2 separate regions of the Sus scrofa genome follow, and region 2 is linked to region 1. Evidence: chromatin contacts called from public Hi-C data. All regions are on one chromosome and are shown on one strand. The core of a region is the stretch at or near the end of the contact, and the rest is flanking DNA. Distances in the headings are between cores, read along the strand shown.

Region 1 (5,622 bases), core at 2,367-4,866:
GTCAGGTTGTTGATGACTCAGAGCACGTGGCCACAGATTTAATTTGTTGAACTGAGTTTAATTTGTTCCAGTGGTTTCAGTGTTATAGTTATGCTTAGGAATTGTTCCCTGTTGATATTCTTGGACTTCATTTTTCATGCACATTTTTCTCTCTCCGGTATGTTCCTCCTAGTTTCCACAAAGCAAACTTCTACTCATCCTTCAAGACCCCATTCAAAAGTCATCTCTGTGACCTTGTTCTTGATTCCCTTGGAAACATTTTGTTCTCCTGGGTCCTCTCACCACCCTTTATTGTATGTAAGTCCTCAGTACAGAGGGATAAATGGCAGTAATTATGTTTTATATCTGCTCTCTACTAAACCCTGAGGTTCTTTTGGACAGGGTTGTATACTATCTTTTGTGATTTATTTGCCTCTGATAATCCCCAGTACCCAAAAACAAAGTACACAGCTGGCAAAGTATAAATACCTGCTGTTGTTACACATTGGGTAGGTGTCTCTTTACAATATCAGAATCTGAAACTTGGGTCCCACAGGATTTAGATGGGATTTATACTGTCAAATTTGGGAGTCACAGGTATCTCTGTACCAAGTATCTTCATTACTCTCATTACTACCATTACTGATGCAGTGCTTGCATGGGTTACTCTGTGCTAAGCACTTTAAAAGCAAAATCTCACTGATTTCTCACTATGGAGGAAGATCACTATTATGGTCTCTGTTTTAGAGATAAAGAAAATGAGACCTAATACTTTTCTCAAGGTCAAATCACTAATAAGTGGTGAGTCAGGGAGTTAAATCAACATCTTTTCTTCAGTCCAAAGCCCATGTCTACAGTGTGATCTGAGATACTCTGGGAAAGGCTCATCTAAACCAGAAACTCAAAATTCCACCCTTAAGTGATTTTTTTTTTTTTTGAGTCTTGTAGGCTTTATAGGGGCAGTAGGGATAAGAGGGTGAAACATACCCAAAGAGAGTGTTCTAGTATATTGGAAATAGTTGGTGAACTGTAATATTTTAAGTTCCTGCCAACTAATTTCTCACTATGGGTCAGTTGACAATTATAAAAGCTTTCCCTTTAGCAATAGTTTACATGGGAAAGAGGAGCCAGAAAGGGGCAGAGAGGAAGAGAATATCTGAAAGGAGAGTAGAAGGTGCTAAAAACTAAAGAAAGGGAGGAAGGGTCCTTTTGGTCTTTATAAGGGCTCTAAGTGCCACTGAGGTAATGGTGTTACTTCAGGTAGATCAAAGTGAAGGGCAAATGCAATGCCCATCCAGAGCATTTTTTGGGTTTCCTGTTGCTGCTGTAATAATAATAATTTGTGGTAACTTGCACAGACTTAGTGGCTTAAAACAACACATATTTATCCACCTATAATTCTGGAGCTCAGAAGTCTGAAAGGCTCTCACTGGGTTAAATTCAAGGTGTCAGCAGAATTGTATTCTTTCTTGAGGCTCTAGGGAAGAACCATTTCCTTGCCTTTTCCAGCTTTTAGAGGCTGGAACCTGCATGCCTTAGCTTGTGGTCTCTTCTTCCATCCCCAAAGCCAGCAGCATAACTTCCAATCTCTCTGGCTCTAACTCTGGCCCTTACTCTCTTGCTCCTCCTTTCACTTATAAGGACCAGTGTGATTACACTGGGCCACTTGGATAAACAGGGTTATCTCCCAATTTCAAAGTCCGTAACTTAATCATATCTGCAAAGTCTCTTTTGCCATATGTAGGGTTCCATGTTCTGGGGATTTGGCTGTAGACATCTTCAGGGTGCAGTAGTCTGCCTACTGCAAGTGTGGATACAGTGGAAGTTAGGGATCAGGAGACTCGGTTCCAATCTTGGTACTATCATTGAGGAGTTATGTGCCTTGGGGCAAAGTCTCAACTTCTCTGGGTTATTGCCTCCTAGGTGCCTTTACCTAAACACTGGGAGGCACGACTCCAGCTAATTAAAAGCCAACCCTGTTTTACACACCTGCAAATGACACTGTAGCATTTATTTAAGGCCATTTCTGAACATGTCATTAGTCCTTCTAATGGTGTTTCTGCAGGTTCTCCGCTGAATTCAGCTTACCGTTCTACATTTACTTACACTTTGCCTGCAGAGTGTGTAAGTTTTCAATTTCTCGTTTTAAATAAGGGGCTCCAATTCTGTAGCATGGCTGATGCATTAAATATCCACAGCCAAATTGCTTAACGCCCAGGTTTTTTTTCCCCTTCAAATTAAAGCTTTTAAAACACTGAGACTCCATGCTGGCTGAATGACACACACAGACTTTCTGCTGGCTCTCGGGGGCAGGCGATACTGGTTCCTGTCAAGTTCTAAATCTGGATGCTTTTTTATAGTGGAACAACTAAAAGGAATTGCTTCCTTATGATATATAACTACTACTTATTATAGACTGATCCATTTTGCAGCAGGGAGGTGGCAGGCAGGGGGCTGGAGGAAGAACAAGAACCAATCTTAGAACTGAGAGAAAGTAACCTTCTAATTGCCTTTTCCATGACAGCATCATAAGCTTCTTTATGGCAGCTTTATTTCAAAGTGACCTGCCACACAGCTCTAATTTTTCTGGTGTCACTCATGCAGGTTTAAAAAGTGATTGGTTTTATGGCTTTTATTTGGGAATTTGTCAAGGTTTCACATTTGTGGCCTAATACTCCATAATTTGGTGTTTAAAGGGATATTGGTGAGTAACCTCCTTGGGCCCACAGGTGCCTTTAGTGATCACATCTTTATGCCTAGCAGGGAAATCTCTATAATTTCTTTTATGCTACAGTAAACCTTTGCTGTCAGGAAACTCCATTCCAGGTTCCAGGGGACTTCTGGCATCCTGGGATGGGAGAAAAGCCTTTCAAGCTTCGTGATCAGATTGATATTTAAACCTAATTTGCATGAAATGTACTTCAGGTGTTAGTAAACCCCACTCCGGTCAGCATATTCCGGCCATCCAGATTTACACATACGCACTCTCTTTTATGACTCACGGTCTGGAAATGAAAAGCGCTGGACTCTGAATCCAATCCCTTTCTCTCTCTCTCTCCCCCTCTCTCCCTCTCTCTCTCCCCCTTTCTCCCCCTCCCTACATCCCCCCTTCCCTCCCTCTCTCTCTCCCTCCCCCCACCCTTAGGATCTCAAAACCCCTAACAGATGTTTTTAAAAGCCTCACTTTTGAGGGCTGTTTTGGCCCCCTGCCACTGTGTGTACTTTTAGGTTTAATGAAAATTGGTGCCTCCCAAGCTCTACTCTCAAGGGGGAAAGCGGCTACTCTCTGGTGAACTTGCTGGTTCTTGCTCAGGAAGAACACACGGGGCTGGTGAGGTCGTTTGTAAACACACACACACAGACACACACACACACACACAGACACACACACACACACAGACACACACACACACACACACACACACACACACACACACACACACACACACACACACCCCTACACCTGCTTCGTTTTTGGCTCCTTGCTCTCCCGGTTGCCTGGGTTGCCTCAGTTTGGTGCATACCTGCTGGTGTTTATCACAGTTGGCATTTCTCTCCCTCCAGTGCGCCTCAGTGTAGCCGGTGCTTATTTGAGCAGCAGGCGATTTTTCTGAAGTGACCTCCGCAGGGCAGGAGATTTATGATGGCGTTAGCTTTCATTATGTGTCGAGGCTGCCTCGTGAGCTCACTGCATCGCTGTCAGAGGAAGAGCAGAACGCTTCCCAGAATAAGCCTCCGGTATTATCTTTGAACATATGTTCTTGATTAAATGAGAAGAGGAAAGTCTCTTCGTTTTTCCCATTTGGAGGTTAAAGTGGAGGGTTTGTCTAAAAACAGATTGCAGTAAATTGTGGGTTTATTTGAACAGTATGTCAACATTATTTACTCATGGAAAAAAAAAATCTCAAATTGATAGGTTTCTTTTAATTACCTCATCCTGAAAGCTGCTCTCAACAAACAGCAAATATTTCAGAAGCCATTTGGATAAGTCTGGAAATGTTGAATTACTGGAAACCTGCCGAGAATAATACCTTTGAAAATGTTTCCATAGTACTAAGTATAAGAAAACTTGATTAGGAAACAGCTTGTCTCTGAGCATACTGGGTATTGCCTTCTGCGATCTTGCTGGCCTCCTTGTAAAAGATGGCTTGCAAGATTCTTGTCTGATGCCCATCATGCCACCTTTCATGCCACCCCGAAAACAGGTACTTTTCTGGAGCTAGGTGTCACTGTCTGTCACTCAGACCAGAGAGGCCTTGTTTAACCCCACTATGATAATGTCTGCCTCTTGGGCTCCGTCCAGGAAACACAAAAGCTGAATGAAAGAAGTTCAGTAATTGAGTGAGTCCAAAGAGCTCTGCTAGCAAATCTGGGCCAAAGTCCATTTTACGGACAATGTCCTTTGACTTCATTGCTTAGTCCTGACTAGCAGAAAAGATGATCTGATAGACACAGCCATTCCCAGGGCCCAGACCCATTTGGGGGGTGAGGGAGGTAGCTGAGGGGAAGATGACAAGGAGACTTATATGTAAGCCACTCATCTACACTTACACCCCTGGGCTCATGTCCTTTTGTGCCTTCCTTGCTTGTGATGTTTGCTTTTTGTGTGTGTAAGGGACTGAGGAGTGGTGGCAAGTGTCCTATATGTGAGAGTTTGGAGTGGATTTGGGGCCAGTTCACCATGATTTACCCTGGTCTCAAGTGCTTTGCACACATTCCATACTTTGGGTGACATTCCATGTAGCAATGTATTATATTGGGTTTCCTTCTTGGGAAACTTCTAAGCTATGTATCTCATTAAGAGCATTTCATATGACATGGGCATGTGCAGGGCTGATTTCAGGACTTCTATGTGTGCTTATATAGTTGTTTGAGTATTAAAAATTGTTAAATATTGATAGCTCTACCAGTTGGTAAATAACTGCCTGAAAGCCACTACCCAGCATGAAGAGGGAGCCTTCACAACTGTGAAGGGACACTGGAGCCTCATGGCCCTCGGTTGAATGTGCAGTTGCCAGTAGCTTGAGCTTCAGAGAAGCTTTCCTGTGCCTATGTAACCCTCTAGGCAGCCAGAGTGCTGAGCTTCCTTGGCCCCAGTTTGGGTTTGTGTGGAGGAGGTCAGACAAAAGAGATTTGTCAGGGCAGTGTTCCCAGTCATGCCAACAAAATTCACTTTTTAAAAGTTTTGAGTTATTGGGGATATCAAAGCTTCTTTCTTCCTACCCTTGCAAATCTTTTCCTCCACATACCAGTGTGAAGTCCAGAGCCTTCACTGTGGAGACCAGTTCAAGGACGGAAGATGTAATTCTAGTCTCAGCTCCAACACTTAATAACTCTATGACCTTGGGCAAGGGACTTAACCTCTCCACAATGCAGTTTTCTCATCTGCAGAATATTGATGTTGGACTCAATTCCTTCCAGCTGTAACAACAAATGACTTTTAGTCTTTAAATTTCTGTTTACTAGCCCATTCACCCACCCCATCAATGGGTATGCCATTTATACTTCAGGAAAGAAAGAAAAATAATATCATCTGCTAACAAGTAATGTTTGAATACCAGGTAAGGTAAGAATGATGCCAAGTGCTCTGATGCAGCCTGAAAGAGGGAGGTGACAGGCACAGGATATGGCTGGCTTGCTCCC
Region 2 (5,642 bases), core at 2,591-5,090, 190 kb before region 1:
CAGAGTATTCTAAAATTAAAATAGATTTTGTTCTTTTCATTAGGTGTAAGGCAAAACTCAATAATTATCCTCAAGATAAGGAGAACATCAAACCTCAAACCAAAGTATAAAAAGAGAAATTTCTAGTTGATTCCAACTTAATTCTTTTTAGTGGAAATATTAATCAGAAAATTTGTCATCTAGGATTCCCACCATTCCTTGGAAAGTTAAGTTTTAAAAAAGTCACCTTGAATTTCAGTACAAATTTCAGATGTCATATTTTTAAACTTTGGGAGAGATGTGTAAGTTCAGTTTTTCCCATTGGCCTGGATTGGAGCACCTGTCTATTTATTTATTTATTTATTTATTTATTTATTTATTGTCTTTTTTTCCCTGCCATTTCTTGGGCCACTCCCGCAGCATATGGAGGTTCCCAGGCTAGGGGTCGAATTGGAGCTGTGGCCACTGGCCTACGCCAGAGCCACAGCAACTCAGGATCCGAGCCGCGTCTGCAACCTACACCACAGCTCACGGATCCTTAACCCACTGAGCAAGGCCAGAGATTGAACCCGCAACCTCATGGTTTCTAGTGGGATTCGTTAACCACTGAGCCAGGAAGGGAATTCCCACCTGTCTTTCTTTTAAATGGTTATATCTCCATTAACAAATTTTCTGGAAGCAAAGATCCTGGGATAGTTAGCTGTGGTCAAACAAGAAAATCCTCATGATATGCCAGTCAGGATAGCACAAGCTCAGCCAGGCCTGCCTGATAGCTCCCTCATTGAGGACCCTCCGACAGCAGCAGCTGTGTGTCAGTTTCTCTGTCTGTACATAGCTGCAGAGCAGCAAGGCTGCAAGTCTTCACAGTTTCTCTTTGGGGGGCTATATCTTTTCCTCTCTCTGCCATTTCCCTCTCTTGGCCATGATTCTCCCCACCGACACAGGGCTAGTCTCTGATGTCAGTTGTTTCCTCATTCTTAGGCCCCCAAACTATTTTTTCAGAAGCCTGGGATGCTCTTTGTGATAATTCTCCCTTTCCTATCTCTAGGCACTTTCCCCCTCTTTCTCTATCAAAACGTAGACAGATTATGAGGTTCCAGCTGTACATTTCTGCCAGAGAGCCCTGGTGTCCTTGGGAGAAGATGCCTGGGCCTGATCACAGTGCACTTTCCAGAGACCTAGGCTCCCCTCCCCACTGCCTGAGCCAGTGAGGATGGCAGCAAAGATCCTGCCCACTGTAGCAGTTAATTCCTACGTAGCAGGTCCTGCCTACTCTTTTCGCTTGGATCTTCATCCCCTTGACTAAACCTCTCCCTTCTGTTTGCCCCAGAGTCTTCTGTTGCATATTTTATGTTTTTCAGAATGTCTAGTGCTGTTTTAATAAACATTTAATTCTGTTTTCATACTGTATTAAATACTTTGTCTGAAATTGGGATATAACTCTCATTGCCTCATGTTATTTCTGTCTGAAAATGAAGTTTATAACAAAGAAATATGTTGATAGAATATCTCCATTAATAGAAGCAATTAGTAAACTGATTCATTTTTCATTAGGGAATGTTTAAATTTGCTTTTTGACAAAATAGTGATTAAAGAATATTTAATAACAAGTATGAATCAACAGTTATTAGCTTCTTATCACATCTACATTAAATAACAAGGAAATACATGTAGAAAACTTTGCTTATAATTCTACCACTCCATATAATTACTGTTTTTTATCTTCCTGTGTTCTCTTCCAGGCCTAGGCCATGTGTTTGTGAAGCTACCAGATGGTGTTCCTTGCAGTTCTGTGGTAGAGGAATTCTTGTGAAAAGTTGTGTTCCATTTGAGGATTATACTTCAAGCTTGCTCTTAGTAGTACCTACATTTTAACTTGCTGTATTAGCAAGCTTAATCTGTTATCTCAGAACTCTGGCCACACCATTATTGTATTGAGATGCATCTTTGTTTCTGTTCTTGTTTGATGGTAGTAGTGGGCTATGACTTTATCACCAGCCTCTAGAAGGATAGCTGCATGAGACTAGGTTTTCATTACATGTTTCATTGTATGTAGTGGGTTTGTGGGTTTTAATAGGCATTTACACATAAGAGTTGAAGTCTCCTATTTGTCTTGGATTCTTATGTACTGTTGACATTAGGAGACGTTCTCAGGAGTTCCCGTTCTAGCTCAGAGGGTTAAGAATCCAACTAGTATCCATGAAGATGTGGGTTCGATCCCTGGCCTCGCTCCGTGGGTTAAATGATCTGGCGTTGCAGCAAACTGCAGTGTAGGATGCAGACGTGGCTCAGATCTGGGCTTAGATATTATTGGTGTGTGCTGCAGCTTTAGTGAAGACCAGCAGCCATAGCTCCAATTTGACCCCTAGCCAGGAACCTCCATATGCTGCAGGTGCCAACCTAAAAAGAAAAAAAAAAAAGAGGAAAAAAATTTCTCAGCTCAAGATAGGCAGTGGATAGGGCCTGGAGTAATAATCTACTTTATCCTCCAAAAGGAACAACAGTGTTCATTTCCAAGCTCAATGGAGAAACAACTCCCTCTGACCTCTCCCTCTTCCTAGTTTTCTTTCTGGAATTGCAGATTTCTTATCTTAGTATTTATAAAACTTGCCTAATTGTAAAAATTATCTGAAGTGCTGGTGAAAAACACAATTTTCTGGGTCCTTGCCAGACCTATTGAATCAGAATCTGAGGGACTGCTTGGTTTAAACAAGTACCCTGGATAATTTTTACAATCCTGGCAGATTTGGGAAACAATAGTTTATTGAAGCAAATTCATAGCTGTCGACTCACACATTTGCTTAGCTCACCTTTGGAGAGAGGTGGCCGACAATTCCGTCTTCAGGAGAATAGCAGCCAGGCAGGTCCTGTTCTTATTCTACTCTGAATACAGCTGTGGCAATGACTGGATGAAGTGTAGCACAGGAGGTCAGACCAGTGTAGGAAGATCATCTTCCCCACCCAATGTCATCATCCAGATGACTGCCACAGCCCTTTGCCTCAGTGAAGAGCAAGAAATGTATAGATGGGGTTATTTTCTCTGTGTCACTTGAAACTTCAAAATTCTTCCTTATTGCAATAATTATGTACATGATAGGTTGCGTGTACATTTAGAAATTTTCCTTGTGCTTTCTCCATGTGGCAATTGGGTTATTTAAAATTCAGTTTATGTACCCAAAAAATTGCTTCTTCATTAATCCCAGTGGCAGTAATTTGAAAGAAAAGCAGAGTTTATGCAACTGTAGGTCATTGTCCAGATCTGGAATAGTATTCCCTGAAGTAGGCTGGTCCCAAAGTTGGGAAATATTGGGGATTTTTGAGTTTAAACTCACTTCCTGGAATACTCTGCTCACCCAGTGCCATCAGGGCCCTCCTGCTGTCCTCCAGCTGCCCGCTCTCTCTCCTCTCTCTCCCCTTCCTTCATGGCAGAGCCCCATGCTCCAAAATCATTTTGCTTCCCCTTTAAATTCTTCTTCTGAGTCAAAAGATGAAATAGAATGGCAACAACAAAGCATAACCCAGTAACTGATCCTCTAGATTTGGTTAGATCTGCTACTAGCCAGCTTGTACAAAGAAAGTAATGGATGAAATGAACACATGTCATCCTGGGAATGACTAATTGATAACTTACTGCATTAACAAAATGTCCCAGGGATACTGGCATTCGAAGACAATGTGTCTTAAAGGAATAAGTCTCAAATATCGCCTTTCAGGCAGTTTCAAACCAAAGCGAGGGCAAATTTGGGGCAAAGGGATCTTTAAATCACACCACAAAGGCCATAGTTCACTCTACTATCCGAGGTCAGCTGTTGCTCTTGGAAACACAGTGATATGGTGTTCAGGTCAGGGAAGCATGCTTGCTTCTGGTTAAAGGACAAGACCAGGCTTTTCTCCCCACCCTCTTGGTCTCTCTTATCTCCAGCAGGGCACTACATGGGTACACTTTGTGCAGGGTGGATTGTCACAGAAGCAAACAGTCCCAAATAGCTGGGAGTTTTGGAAATCCATAGGTAGGGTCCTTGCATTTTTGATATTTAAGGCTGTTGATTTGTGGACTAAATGTGTGTCAGAGCACTTTCACATTGATAGAATCAAGAACCTTTGGCACAGGCTTTTATCACGATGTATAAAGGTGAAAAATTGATTGGAAGAAAATGTAGTACTTTATTCCTGCTTGTGTCAGTTGAAAGTGTAGTCTCCATGTCTGTCTTTGTCACTGAAATAATAAATTTGAATTTGACCAGGTAGGCTTTTTTCCTTCATTAAAGGATTTTGCATTAGGAAATGGAAAAATTTGACAGTATAAATGCAGAGTGAATAGTAGAGTAAGCAAATTGTACCTCCTCCAATAAATCTACTCATTCATTGGGCCCTGTGTTGCAACATTTTGTGGTACAAAGCTCAGTCATTCATTAGGCCGTGAGTTGCAACATTTTAGGCTGTCCTTGGCTCCTCAGGTATCATGACTACTTGGTGATTTTTAGTGATGGAACAGACCTGCAGAGAAAAGACTGGATGTGGCTCTGTTGAATTTCATTTTTCATCCCACCCTTACCCATTTAGTCCTTTTCATATTAAAGAAAAATCTGAAATGTTGGCAACAGAACTTTGATGGGCCTGATTTCCATCTACAAGGTGCACTGAATGATACTGAGGAAATTTTTTAGCTCAAGACTAATGATTAAATATTCCAAGACACCTATTTCCCTGAGTGCCTTTGTATTTAATGCAGCTCTTTGAGTGACTTTGAGTTAGAGTGTTTAAATTACTTGTTCTTGCAGTTCCCATTGTGGCTCAGCGGAAATGAACTCGACTAGTAGTATCCATGAAGATGCGGGTTCAATCCCTAGCCTCATCAATGGGTTAAAGATCTGGCATTGCCATGAGCTGTGGTGTAGGTTACAGACGCGGCTTGGATCCCATGTTGCTGTGCCTGTGGTATAGGCTGGCAGCTGCAGCTCTGATTTATTCTCTAGCCTGGGAACTTCCATATGCTGCAGGTGCAGCCCTAAAAAGCAAAATAAATAAATAAATAAATAACTTGTTCTTCAACTATATTTAAAGAAACAAGTGTAGATATTTTATTTATTTATTTATTTATTTGTCATTTTAGTGCCACACCTGCGGCATGTGGATGTTCCCAGGCTAGGGGTTGAGTCAGAGCTGTAGCTGCTGGCCTACGCCACAGGCATGGCAACGTGGGATCCAAGCCGTGTCTGCTACCTACACCATAGCTCATGGCAACGCCAGACCCTTAACCCAATGAGCGAGGCCAGTGATCAAACCCACGTCCTCATGGATACTAGTTGGGTTCGTTAACCATTGAGCCAGGACGGAAACTCCCAAGTGTACATATTTTATTATGAATGAATGGTTGCCATTTTTGTTGCTGTTTTTATTTCATTTTTATTTTTAGTGTGCCTTTTTTTTTTTTTTTGTCTTTTGTCTTTTTAGGGCTGCACCCGAGGGATATGGAGGTTTCCAGGCTAGGGGTCAAATCAGGGCTCTAGCTGCCAGTTCCCAGCAATGTGGGATCCAAGCCACATCTGCAACCTATGCCACAGCTCGTGGCTATACCAGATCCTTAACCCACTGAGCAATGCCAGGGGTTGAACCTGCATCCTCGTGGATACTAGTCGAGTTTGTTAACCACCACTGAGCCA

Evidence for each region. A called contact is a pair of places that touch in the nucleus more often than the background predicts.
Region 2: a contact with region 1 is called in a Hi-C map of liver, with 2.2 times the contacts expected there. The contact joins two enhancer-like sites. A contact is called at or near these places in 3 of 47 Hi-C or Micro-C datasets (all in liver) and 1 of 2 datasets of contacts at active chromatin or transcription factors (alveolar macrophages).

Annotation. Positions count from the first base shown.
Region 1 is chr8:96,469,060-96,474,681 of Sscrofa11.1, reverse strand. All of the region lies in intron 2 of JADE1 (protein Jade-1), which reads left to right. Among named protein-coding and RNA genes, the nearest start is that of JADE1, 92 kb to the left of the region's middle. Within about 2 kb of position 3,616, at least 32 of the 83 cell types and tissues checked have an H3K27ac peak or open chromatin away from gene starts, as enhancers often do. A contact at or near this core is called in alveolar macrophages and liver, where this site is marked.
Region 2 is chr8:96,661,664-96,667,305 of Sscrofa11.1, reverse strand. The region is part of intron 3 of LOC102166663 (a long non-coding RNA gene); the gene reads left to right. Among named protein-coding and RNA genes, the nearest start is that of PGRMC2, 28 kb to the left of the region's middle. Within about 2 kb of position 3,840, at least 5 of the 83 cell types and tissues checked have an H3K27ac peak or open chromatin away from gene starts, as enhancers often do. A contact at or near this core is called in alveolar macrophages and liver, where this site is marked.